Regions from separate parts of the Danio rerio genome. Here region 2 is linked to region 1. The links are chromatin contacts, called in public Hi-C maps. All regions are on one chromosome and are shown on one strand. The core of a region is the stretch at or near the end of the contact, and the rest is flanking DNA. Distances in the headings are between cores, read along the strand shown.

Region 1 (5,762 bases), core at 1,284-3,783:
ACTCAATTAGTTTGATCAGGTGTGTTTAATTAGGGTTGGAACTAAACTGTGCAGAACTGCGGCCCTTTTGGAACTGAGTTTGACACCTGTGGTATAGTGCATCCAATTTACTATACTGGGGCATTAGGACTCACACAAACCACAGGCTGAGCGCCCCCTGATGGTCTCTCTAACACCACTTCCAACAGCAACTCAGTTTTCCCATTTGGTCTCTCATCCAGGTACTGACCAGGCTCAGCCCTGCTTGGCTTCAGTGAGTAACCAGTCTTGGGCTGTGGCCATAAGGTAAAATGGTAATACAAAGAAGCAAAATGATCTCCTCTTCACACCAGTGAAATATTTTTGGAGTCATCTTGCATATCAGACAGGTCTTTCACAGCCACCATTCAAAATTATGCCTCGAGAATAGCATCTCAGAGCTGTGGTGTTTCACAGGGTCCAAAACTCATTACACTTGCTGCCTCTTGTGCAATAAATAGTTTAAGTATTATCTTTGGTATACAAGTAAGAAATTAAAAAAAAAGCCTAAAGATTTGTTCAAAATGGTTTTAGCATTTAAATCATAAACCATTTTGAGGGTTGTAAACAAAAACAACGGTCCCAACGTATTTCCTGTTTTACATTTTTAATTTCTGTAGCTTCCAGGAATCTAAAAAGAGACAAATATTGACAAATAATGTTATAATAGCTGTTTTAACATTACGCTATGATTGAATTGCCTCTGTTCAGTTATGAAATAGTTTGACAACAAGCAGGAAATGTTTATGGGCCAATGACATGACCACATTGAAATGGTCTACACATGGACACGTTTAAAAAGCTGCAAAAACACTCAATTAAACTTGATTTAGTCTTAATTTTTCTTTCTATTACTGTTTAACCTTTTAATGTATGACTTCAAATAATAATAATGCATTTTATTTAAAGGCGCCTTTCATGACACTCAAGGTCACCGTACAGGACAGGTAAAACAATCAATTCAAATAAAAACACAAAAACAATAGAATACTATACAAAACAATGCAATCGGGTCAAAGAGAATAGGCTGTTCTAAACAGATGTGTTTTGAGTCTGGACTTAAATTGTGAAAGAGTCTACATTACGGAGAACAGGAGGAAGTGAATTCCAAAGCTGAGGAGCAGAGTGGCTGAAGGATCTGCTCCCCATGGTGACAAGGCGGACAGAGGGAACAGTGAGGTGAATGGAAGAAGACCTGAGTGTTCGAGAAGGTGTGGCGATATGAACAAGATTAGCAAGGTATGGAGGAGCGAGATTGTGGATGGCTTTTTAAAGGTGAGAAGAAGTATTTTATAATTAATTCTGTAAGAGATGTGAAGCTGTTGTAGAATGGGTGTGATGTAACCGACAGAGGGGGTTTATGTGATAATACGGGCTGCAGCGTTTTGTACCAGTTGTAATTTATGAAGAGTTTTTTTAAGGGAGGCCAAACAGAAGGGAATTACAGTAATCTAAACGGGATGTGACTAAACTATGAACAAGAATGGCAGCTGAGTGAGGTGTGAGGGAAGGACGTAAACGATTTATATTTCGAAGGTGGAAATAGGCGGACCGGGTGACATTATTAACATGTGCAGTGAATGAAAGGGTGCTGTCGAAGATGACCCCCAGACTCTTAACCTGAAGGGAGGGGGTAATGACAGAATCCTCTGTGGAAATGGAAAAACTATGGGATTTATTTAAAGTGGATCGTGTACCTATAAGTAAAAGTTTAGTTTTATTGTCATTTAATTTCAAGAAGTTTGTGGTGAACCAGGATTGTACCATAGAAACAAAAATACTTGCTTACAGAGATATTGTTGAAGACGCAGGGTAAGTTTTACTGATTAAAGGTAATTTTGATGCCATTTAAAGTTTAAACATTTGAATTCTTCATAAAATCACATACCTCCTCTGGCTTGACCTCTCTTGTGGTGAAATCTTTCACACAATCCATGAAGCAGTTCTCTGTCAGTTTATTGTAGGTTCCCAGGAATTCCTTAAACTACAAAATACAATAAACAACTCAAATTCAAAACTATATACATTCAATAAATATGCATGTGTGTGTGTGTGTGTGTGTGTGTGTGTGTGTGTGTGTGTGTGTGTGTTTTCTCTTACCTGTTTGATCTGATCTGATTCAGTGACCTGAGCTGCCATCGTTACGATGCTTTAAAACAGACGAATAAACAATTAACATAAATCTTTCTGTTGTCAAACAGTGCAGAATCTCCTAAAATAAATGCAGAATCTTTAGTAATAAAGGCCTCAGAGCAGTGAGAGGTGAGTGGCTACATTAGCCTTTAGCATCATGTACATTTATCACAGCGACCGTGCAGAAATGCCTCTCAAATTGAATGCATTAATATTCGCGTTACGATAAATAAGATTTTGACGGGAAAAACCGTATAAATAAGTAAAGCATGTGAAAGTATTAAAGCTGCTACCTTTGATGTAAGAGCTCAGACTGTGAAGGACATGTGAGAACACCACTGACTGAAATTATCAGCTGCTTCACAGCGGCACTTTCGCAACAAATAAGAGCCCTCTCGATTTATTTATTTATTTAAATGTTAAGTTTATTGTTGAGCCCTCTCGATTTAAATTGTAAAATCGTATATTTAAAATCCGTAAAATTGATTGGATGTGTATTTTATAGCTATTATTATTATTATTATTATTATTATTATTATTATTATTATTATTATTATTATTACCATTATTATCATTATTATCATTATTATCATTATTATTTATTTTACTACATGTCACTTTATATTATATTACTACATATATTATAAATCTGTACCATATAAATTATAAACACATATCCAATGTACAGATAATATATATTATTTGTTCTGTCTATACTGCACATTTTGATGAAAATAACTAGGTATGTTGTAAATGTTCCCCAAATGTATTATTGCACAAGGTAGAAATCTGCTGGAATTGTGTGTTTGCCCATGTATTTTGATGATTTACTTCATTATTTTATTTTGTTGTATGTTTTGCTGCCATTTTAATTCGTCTTTGGTGGCTTTTTTAGCTTTACTTATCTTTTTTTTTTACGGTATAGCAATGCATAATTCATTCATAACCGTGCATATTCTAAAACCACATTCTGGCTTCATTTGAACAACCAAAGTATTGTTCACAAAAGCAAATTTCGAGAAATGGTTTTTAAATTATTGTTTTTTTATATATATATATAATTAATTATTAGATGAAAATGGTAAGTAAGAGTCATCTGAGTTTTCTTGATTCATTCATTTTTCTACCGCGGGAGCAGCAGTCTTCCCTCTCCCCAGACACTTCCTCCAGCTCCTCTGGGGGAATCACGAAGTGTTCCAAGGCCAGCCGAGAGACATAGTCCCTCCAGTGTGTCCTGGGTCTTTCCTGAGGCCTCCTCACGGTGGGGCCTGCCGGGAGCACTTCCTTAGGTAGGCGTCCAGGAGGCATCAGAAACAGATGCCTGAGCCACCTCAGCTGACTTCTCTTGATGTGGAGGAGCAGCAGCTCTACTCCGAGCTCCTCCTGGGTGTCAGAGCTCCTCACCCTATCCATGGGAGTGCACCCTGCCACCCTTCAAAGGAAACTCATTTTGGCCGCTTGTATCTGAGATTTTGTCCTTTCGGTCATGATCCAAAGCTCACCAATAGGTGAGAGTAGGAACATAGATTGACTGGTAAATTGAGAGCTTTGCCTTTCGGCTTAGCTCCTTCTTCATCACAACGGACCAGTACATCGACCACATTACTGCTGCCGCTGCACCAATCTGCCTGTCAATCTCATGGTCCATCCTTCCAAGCTAAACTTTTTGAACCCTTAGTAAAAAAATTCAACACAGTAATTAATGCCATTCCCAATGGTTCAAAAACTTTATGAAAGGATGCAAATTTTTTATTTGGATCCTTCATATAGACCAAACAACCCAATCTCAAAAGAAGGGATATCAATAGTGGATTACAAATTCAATAACTGTGATGCAGAATTTATTTAACCATAAAACAATTCCAGCTTCTTTTTTAATGGCAGGCCACATCTATCATAAATTGAGACATTACTTGGAATCATCCACATAAATACTTGCTAATGAACAAAGTTAAAGAAATTACATGTAAAATATTACATAGATGCTATCCTTATAGCACTATTAACTCCTGAGACCATGCCGGTTGACTTCCTCTGTAGTGGACCTTGCGTTTTCATGAATTTTCTTTTTGAGCTACTCTGTCAAGTACTGTTGTACTGTGCAGAGGACATCCTGGGCTTTCTAGTGATATGTCATTTGGTTGGCTGCCAAACTAGGAAAACTGCATCCAAAATGGCCAGCATACAAACAAGCAAATTTTATGGGAAGGAGAGAGGAATGTAAATGTTTTTTTTTACTTTTTTTTACTTTTTTATTTTTTTTTAATTGTTTGTGTTACAAAATATCATCCTTTTTTAAATGTCAACTATAGTGGACACCAGGACCATCTTAATGTAATTAATGACTGCATGTTGTAGAAGGCAGAACTGAAGCAGAGAGGACTCTTTATTAGATAGTTGAGGGAGACTCTGACTTAGAGTCTGACAATCAGACAATTAGAGAATGATTTTTTTTAAATTGTTTTTATGTTGAGTTTGTTTTGGATTAACATCTCTTTCAGACTAAATTGTTTCAGGAATTTCATAACAAAAGGAAAAAAATGGCTTTTGTTTTGTTTTTGTTACATTACTGTTATATCCCTTTACAGCCATATCCTGTACAGTTCTGTTGTCTGAGTTTGGCTCTAGTTTGGATTCTAAAACGGGCCTGTGGTCCACTACAGTGGACATGCTGTACAATTAAAAATAAAAACAAAACGTAAAAACTCTAAATTGTAGATTTTTTATTTTATATTTTTTTTTAACTCAAATGACGTTGGAAATCTCAAAAAAAGCAACTCTTTGGATCTCAGTATGGTTATCGTAAATATATGCTAAATATTGAAAACAAATGTACATTTTGTGACTTGAAAGAAACTGTTGTTCATCTTTTTTGTGAATGTACTTGTGTGAAACTATTTTTGACGGAACCAGTATCTATCTCTCAGAAAAGACAAAGGATGATATTTGTTTAAATACTTTTGACATAATTTTCTTTTATTACAACTCTAAATCCTGCATTCAGTACATTGTTAACCGTTTAACATGTACATGAACATTTTTGGAAAAAATCGAACTCTGGCAATTTTTTTAATTGACTATAAGTCACCGTAAGTCATGTCTTTAATGGGCATAAAACAAAAAGTCTTTTAAAAGTAAAGAAAATAAGTGTATAACATCATATAATTTCCCCTCTGGTCTCTCTGTGTTTTTCTCTACTTTAATTTATATGTTTTTTTTCTCTTCCTTCTCTTTTCTTTAAAATGTATTAAGCAGATTACATCTTCGTTTTTTTCCAAATTTTTTTAAGTTTCTGCAATCTATTCTGTAATCTATTTTTTTATCCAGATTTTTTTTTTGAAGCATTTAACTGACAAGCATACAGGATTATATGATAATAGAGTAACAGTTATACAAAACGTAGGGATGCAGAACATACATTAAACAAAAATACTACATTATACAGTTGAAGTCAGAATTTTAGCCCCCCTTTGATTGTCTTTGTCTTTTTTAAATATTTCCTAAATTATGTTTAACAGAACAAGGAAATCTTCACACTATGTCTGATAATATATATATATATATATATATATATATATATATATATATATATATATATATATATATATATA
Region 2 (5,762 bases), core at 2,386-4,885, 33 kb before region 1:
TGACGAATGTGACATCATCGATGTGTTTGCGGAGGTTCGCTTTGGGTGTGCGAGAATGATTTCGGCTAGCGGAGCGCACAATATTTTAAGATGTGCGGCGCCGTGGTTGATTTGAGTTGAATATGAATCACTTTGAAGATATTTTGTCTGAAACAGGTATGACTGTACAGACATCTTCATGATCCGTCCATGCGTGATCATAGGGAGAACCAGATGACCAACAATTCTTGGCTAGAAATTGCAACAGCTGTGGGAAAGGAGGAACTTTTTGTAAAAGTTTGGAAAAACCTGAGGCATAAGTTTGTTTAAACAAAATAAGAGGCCATGCAAAAGTAGAGACCCAGGTGGTTTTAATATTACAGAATGTTTTTCCACTATTCATAGGTTTTACACGCATGTATAGACTACAATTTTGAACTTAAAACAATTTACAAGTTACAAACAAAAATTAGGTAACTAATTATGTCTTTGATAACTGGAAAAGAATTTTTAAACCCATCGGTCTATAATATACCGATGCCCTGTTTTTCTAGGCTCTATTGGTGATGATGGTCAGGAATGTTGGACCATTATTGCCTTTTTAGCATATCAGTATAGGACAGAAACTAACCAGCCAGTAATGTGTGAATTGTGGAGTGGGCAAAAAAATAAATTAAAGTCTGTATTTTTAGTAAGTGTACTTTTTTTTTTTTTTTTTTTTTTTTTTTTTTGCTTTTATGCTTGCCATAATAAAAATATAATTGTAGAGCAACTCATGTTCTGTTGCTATTAATATTTAACTTTAATAGGTAGAATTGTCCGAGATATGATTTAAAGCAAAAGATGCATCAAAGTTTGATTTTAAAAAATCTTGAATGGTTATAAAAATCTTTATAATCATCATAATAATTAAGAAAAATTATTAAAAACAATTATTTAAAAAATTTTCAATGATATCAATGTTATGACGTAGTTCCGGAAACTTTCTACTTCTCTGTTTATCCGTCTGATTTTACTGTCTGTTTCTTTTGACCACCCCTGTCATTTAAAAGAATATCTCTATGGCGAACGCGTCAAGGATAAAAGCCTCGTTTGTTTTGTGTGGTGCGCGATGCGGTGTTAGGCGAAAGTACAAATCAGCTTTAAGCTTTTTTCTGTACTTCAATGGTGCATTTCACATGCCTTTTTGTACTGTTCAATCTGAATACATGTATTTTACGACTAATTTAGTGGTTTTGTATTTTCTTTTTATGTTTATGTGATTTTTTTGATAGTGACATGGGTCTTAAATTTAATACTTAAAGTCTTAAATTTGACAATGTAATATCTGCAGAAACCCTTAGCATGTAGTATGGAGTCAGCGGTTTATGAAAGAGCACTCTGATTGGTTGTTCTGCTGTATTTTGTAGCATTTTTCAAATATTTGCAAACAATGTAAACTTATTAGATCTGGGGTCACCAATGTTGGTCCTGGTGAGTCAGTGTCCAGCTTGCCTCAACACACCTGCCTGGAAGTTTCTACTATACCTTGAAAAGCCGCAGTCACACTGCACTTTTTGCCTCATAGACTTTTGGTGGGCCAATGTCCTGCAAGGTTTGGCTCCAAGTTGCCTCAACACACCTGCCTGGATGTTGCTAGCAAGCCTACTTAGAGCTTGATTAGCTTGCCCAGGTGTGTCCGATTGGGGTTGGATTTAAACTATGCAGGACATCGGCCCTCCAGGACTGTGATTGGGCACCCCTGCTCTAGTGTGACCATGGCATAAGACCTTGATTAGCTTGTTCAGGTGTGTTTGATTAGGGTTGTAGCTAAACTCTGCACGACACCAGCCCTCCAGAAACAAGTTTGGTGAAACCTGTATTAGATTGCCAGACATATTTGCATGAGCGAAGCCCTTCTTGGTGAGTGACAAGTACTGTAAAAATGGCACTATACGCTGTTAGTATTGTGGTTTGCATATGTGGATCACAGTTTTGGGTTTCTTTTTGTGTAATGAGGCAATAAACTACTGGCTCGCGCAGATACAGAATGTACAAATCGGCACGGTGTGTCTTTGGCTCAGTGCGTCACTGGATTAGATTTCACCCAATGACCAGCATTTGTACTTACAGCTCATTTCTAATAGCCAAGATAGCTGCTATAAGGCACAAAATTTGATAGTGCTGACAATGACAGAAATCATGCAAATACTTTAAATGCTACTGTTATTTACCCTCGCGAATGCAAATGCACGATTCATAAAAAATTAGAAAATAATTTAGAAAAGATTTTAGAAATTAGAAAAGAGTTTTCCAAATGTGCTTGAAACCGATAGGAAAAAAATACTAATTCAGGTGGGAATTTATGCATCAGACAATGATTTTTATTTATTTATTTTTTTTAATATATATATATTCATGATGAAATTATCAATTAAGACTTAAATCTTTAATTCTAGTATTTCGACACTGGTAAAGACTCGCTCGCTTCAATGTTCTCTTTTTCAGGTGATATCTCCAAGCTGCAATGATGACCTAACTGTCAAAAAGGACCAATGTTTAGTGAGATCATTTGCTGATTCCAAATTGTAAGTAGCAATGAAGAGTAGCTTTGACATTGACACACCAAAGTCTTTAACTATCTTGTGACTGTTTTGTTGGTAGACATTATTCCATGTTTAAAAGCTTTCCTTAAGTATTTTCAAGAACTTCAATGCAGATGTTTTACATTTTATGTGATTTGTTTTGTTATGAATTATATTTAATAATTTATTGTAACATTTACTTGTTGTTGTTGTTGTTTTCTCTCTGATGTATCTCTGTTTGTGTTCTGCAGTCACACCGTTGCACGCAAAGATGTTAAGGAAGTAAACATTGATACCCTGTCCAAACCTGAGTATTCCCTAAGAAAAGGTACAAGACCCAAGATTAGCTGCCCTCTGTTCACTTGAATGTTTCCAGGTCAAAGTTTCATCTCTTACTCGTTCTTTTTGTCCTTTTTTTGTTGCTTTTGCCAGGGTGTGAAGCAGCAAAGCTCTTTCTACAGAACAGACAAATCCCTGACAGGTGGAAAGTAGACTTGAGCGAGATCCTCGAATCTTCCAGCAGTGATGAAGACGATGAAGATGAAGATGGTGAAGGCAAAGAGGGTGAAGAAGAGGAGAAGGAGCCAGAACCAGAGGAAGTAAGACTCCAGCACTACTGTCATTTTCATTTCTTTGCCTTTTTTTCCCCATAGATGGGTTTTCTTTCAGAAGTTGTGGTGAGTTATGATGGTTTTGATGTATTACTACTTTATTTTTTTATCAGTAGTCGGTTAAGTTGGGAAAGTTGCACTCTTGTTTGATTAGTTTCTCCCCCATTTTATTATGGTATTTGAGACTTTGCTCTTGCTTGGATACTTGTTTCTTATTCTCCATTGATTGGCATGTAGTTTTGCAGGGATTTCTCTGATTAAAGGGTCTGCCAGAGCTAGGCACCAGGTGTGCCAAAGCAGTACTACGCCATTTGCTTCCAGTGGTGACTCCAAGAGCCCCAGTGTTGGTATTTATGTTGATTTGTGAAGACATTCCATCGGCCCTTTACATCTCGTGTTCTCGTACACCTTGATTAAGCCCACTGAATGGTCCCAGCATGTGGGAAAGCCCCCAGGCTCTGGACAACAATGTCTCATTCTTCCTGCTCTCTGAGTTTGGACAAATGGCCATTTGCTTGGTTTTTCCGACAAGTTCCCATGGCAACCGCACTCATTTCTTTTGGTTGTGAAAAGGCGGCGGGATTGGCTGAGGCCCAGTGGAGGTGTGCCAGTTCTGATGGTGGGCAGGGCTGATCTCATCTCAAAGACTCTTCTCTCCTCACTGGGGAACTTTGTGCACGTTGCACAATTATAAGGCCAGCATGTGAAAAGATAAGTAGAAACATTCGTTGGAAGCGTTGGGTTGTTTTTTGTTTTTTTTTTGTTTTTTTTTAAATGAATTTTGCATTTAGAAAGCCATCAGTTTAACTTTTAGTCTAGGGAAATGCTAAACTACATCTCTTTAAAATTAAAAAAATGTTTTGTAATCAGATGTCCTATTTTTTTGAAGTTGTAGTTTTAAAGGTTGTGCATTTTTAATAGGATGTTTATTAGTAAATCCTAATATTTCCTTTGTTGTAAATGAATGGGATCATTAAAAATGCTGCTGATTTGATGCTTGGTGCAGCAAAGCGCTTTTGCTGAGTTGTCTCTCCTGTGCTGTACAGAAATGCCTCACTTTAATGCTATAGGCAGAATTTAAGATGCAAGGTTTGAGGTAGTGTTTTGAAGATTTACTGCAAACAAACCTTTAGGCAAGAACTTCCTCATATTTTTTTATTTATTTATTATTTAATATTATTTTGAAGTTTGCTTAAGCGTTATAATCCTTGAATGTGCATTCTTGCTGGAAGACACTTGTACTAAAATGTCGTTGTTACCATCACAGCTATTTTTTTTGATGCTTTTACACTGCCACTAATATACTATGACGAGGGTAATTCCATTCAGAAACTAATGACTACTATGAGCCGGTTCTTGTTAATAATTCTTAAGCTGTTGTGAATCAGTAGGAGTGGTTGGTAAATTAGCCTGACTCACTTTCAGGCACGTTCATCTCTGACAACTGTTACGGTGTTGTGTTTGTGACTGGATATTGAGAGATGAAGGGATGCAATTACATGATTGGTTGTTCTGACAAATTTGTAATTAAATATACACAACAAAAACCTAAATTATGGTAATATATGACCAATTTGATCTTTTCATCTATCTGTCTATTCATCTATCTGTTTATCCATCCATCTAACACATTTTAAAATCATTCAAAAAGAATTGTCTATTACATCAATGAGAAGGTAATAAACGCAATGCTTTTTGAACATTCAAGAAGAGTTGCATTTATTGAATGTTCAAAAAGAATCACATTTATTACCGTCCAGTTAGTAAATAAATTGTTAAAGGGACAGTTCAGCCAAAAAAAGCATAATTCACTGTAAAAGATCCATGGTTTGTGAAAAAGTAAGGTATGTGATAATTCCACACCTCAGATTCTGATGTTGTACTTTTCTCTTATCCAGCCTGATGATGAGCCAGATCCAGAGGAAAGGGACCACTTTCTACAACAGCTTTACAAGTTCATGGAGGACAGAGGTAATACTTTCACCTCACCAGCTGAGATGAAACTATTTTCATTGGGCTGGCTGAATGATGTATATCATGGGTGGGATTAGGGCTGCACAATATGATATTAAAATGTGTGCATCCACAGTAGTCGCATCGCAAGATCTGCTATGTTGATTTGGGATTATTAAAATGTGTGCATCCGCAATAGTCGCATCACAAGATCTGCTATGTTGATTTGGGATTATAGTAGGCATGGGACGATAACCGTTTTCAAGGTATACCGTGGTTTGGAAAAGTCAAGGTTTAAAACCCTCAGAATTTTTTGTAATAACGTTCCTAGGGTATGAGTAAGATTTATTTTTTTATTTTTTACTTAATTTTTTTTTTTTTTTAGGACAACAGTATCTCCATGTATCGCAGATATACAAAATATCGCAATTTCAGATTTTTCCAATATTGTGCAGCTCTAGGTGGGATGTCTTTTATAATCTGTGTGTGGCTTTCAAAAGCTTATTTATTTCTCAAATTTTTTTTTAGGACTATTTCATGACCAGTTATGCTTGGCAATATTTTAGTTTAACGCTTCTCTGCATCTTTGCTTTCCTTCCAGGGACACCAATTAACAAACCTCCAGTACTTGGCTACAAGGATCTCAACCTCTTCA

The links. A called contact is a pair of places that touch in the nucleus more often than the background predicts.
Region 2: a Hi-C map of embryo shows a contact between it and region 1, with 2.0 times the contacts expected there. The contact joins the enhancer-like site here to the promoter of timm9 in region 1. A contact is called at or near these places in 2 of 18 Hi-C or Micro-C datasets (embryo and gastrula embryo) and 1 of 4 datasets of contacts at active chromatin or transcription factors (embryo).

What each region holds. Positions count from the first base shown.
Region 1 is chr17:12,566,823-12,572,584 of GRCz12tu, reverse strand. timm9 (translocase of inner mitochondrial membrane 9 homolog) reads right to left here and starts at 2,533. Exons shown (of 4, transcript NM_001159911.2): 1 at 2,445-2,533; 2 at 2,119-2,167; 3 at 1,907-2,002. The coding sequence starts at 2,157.
Region 2 is chr17:12,600,889-12,606,650 of GRCz12tu, reverse strand. It overlaps arid4a (AT-rich interactive domain 4A), which reads left to right. Exons shown (of 21, transcript NM_001031668.1): 9 at 2,467-2,546; 10 at 2,795-2,871; 11 at 2,976-3,142; 12 at 5,053-5,125; 13 at 5,709-5,762. Among named protein-coding and RNA genes, the nearest start is that of arid4a, 12 kb to the left of the region's middle. Within about 2 kb of position 3,635, at least 11 of the 62 cell types and tissues checked have an H3K27ac peak or open chromatin away from gene starts, as enhancers often do.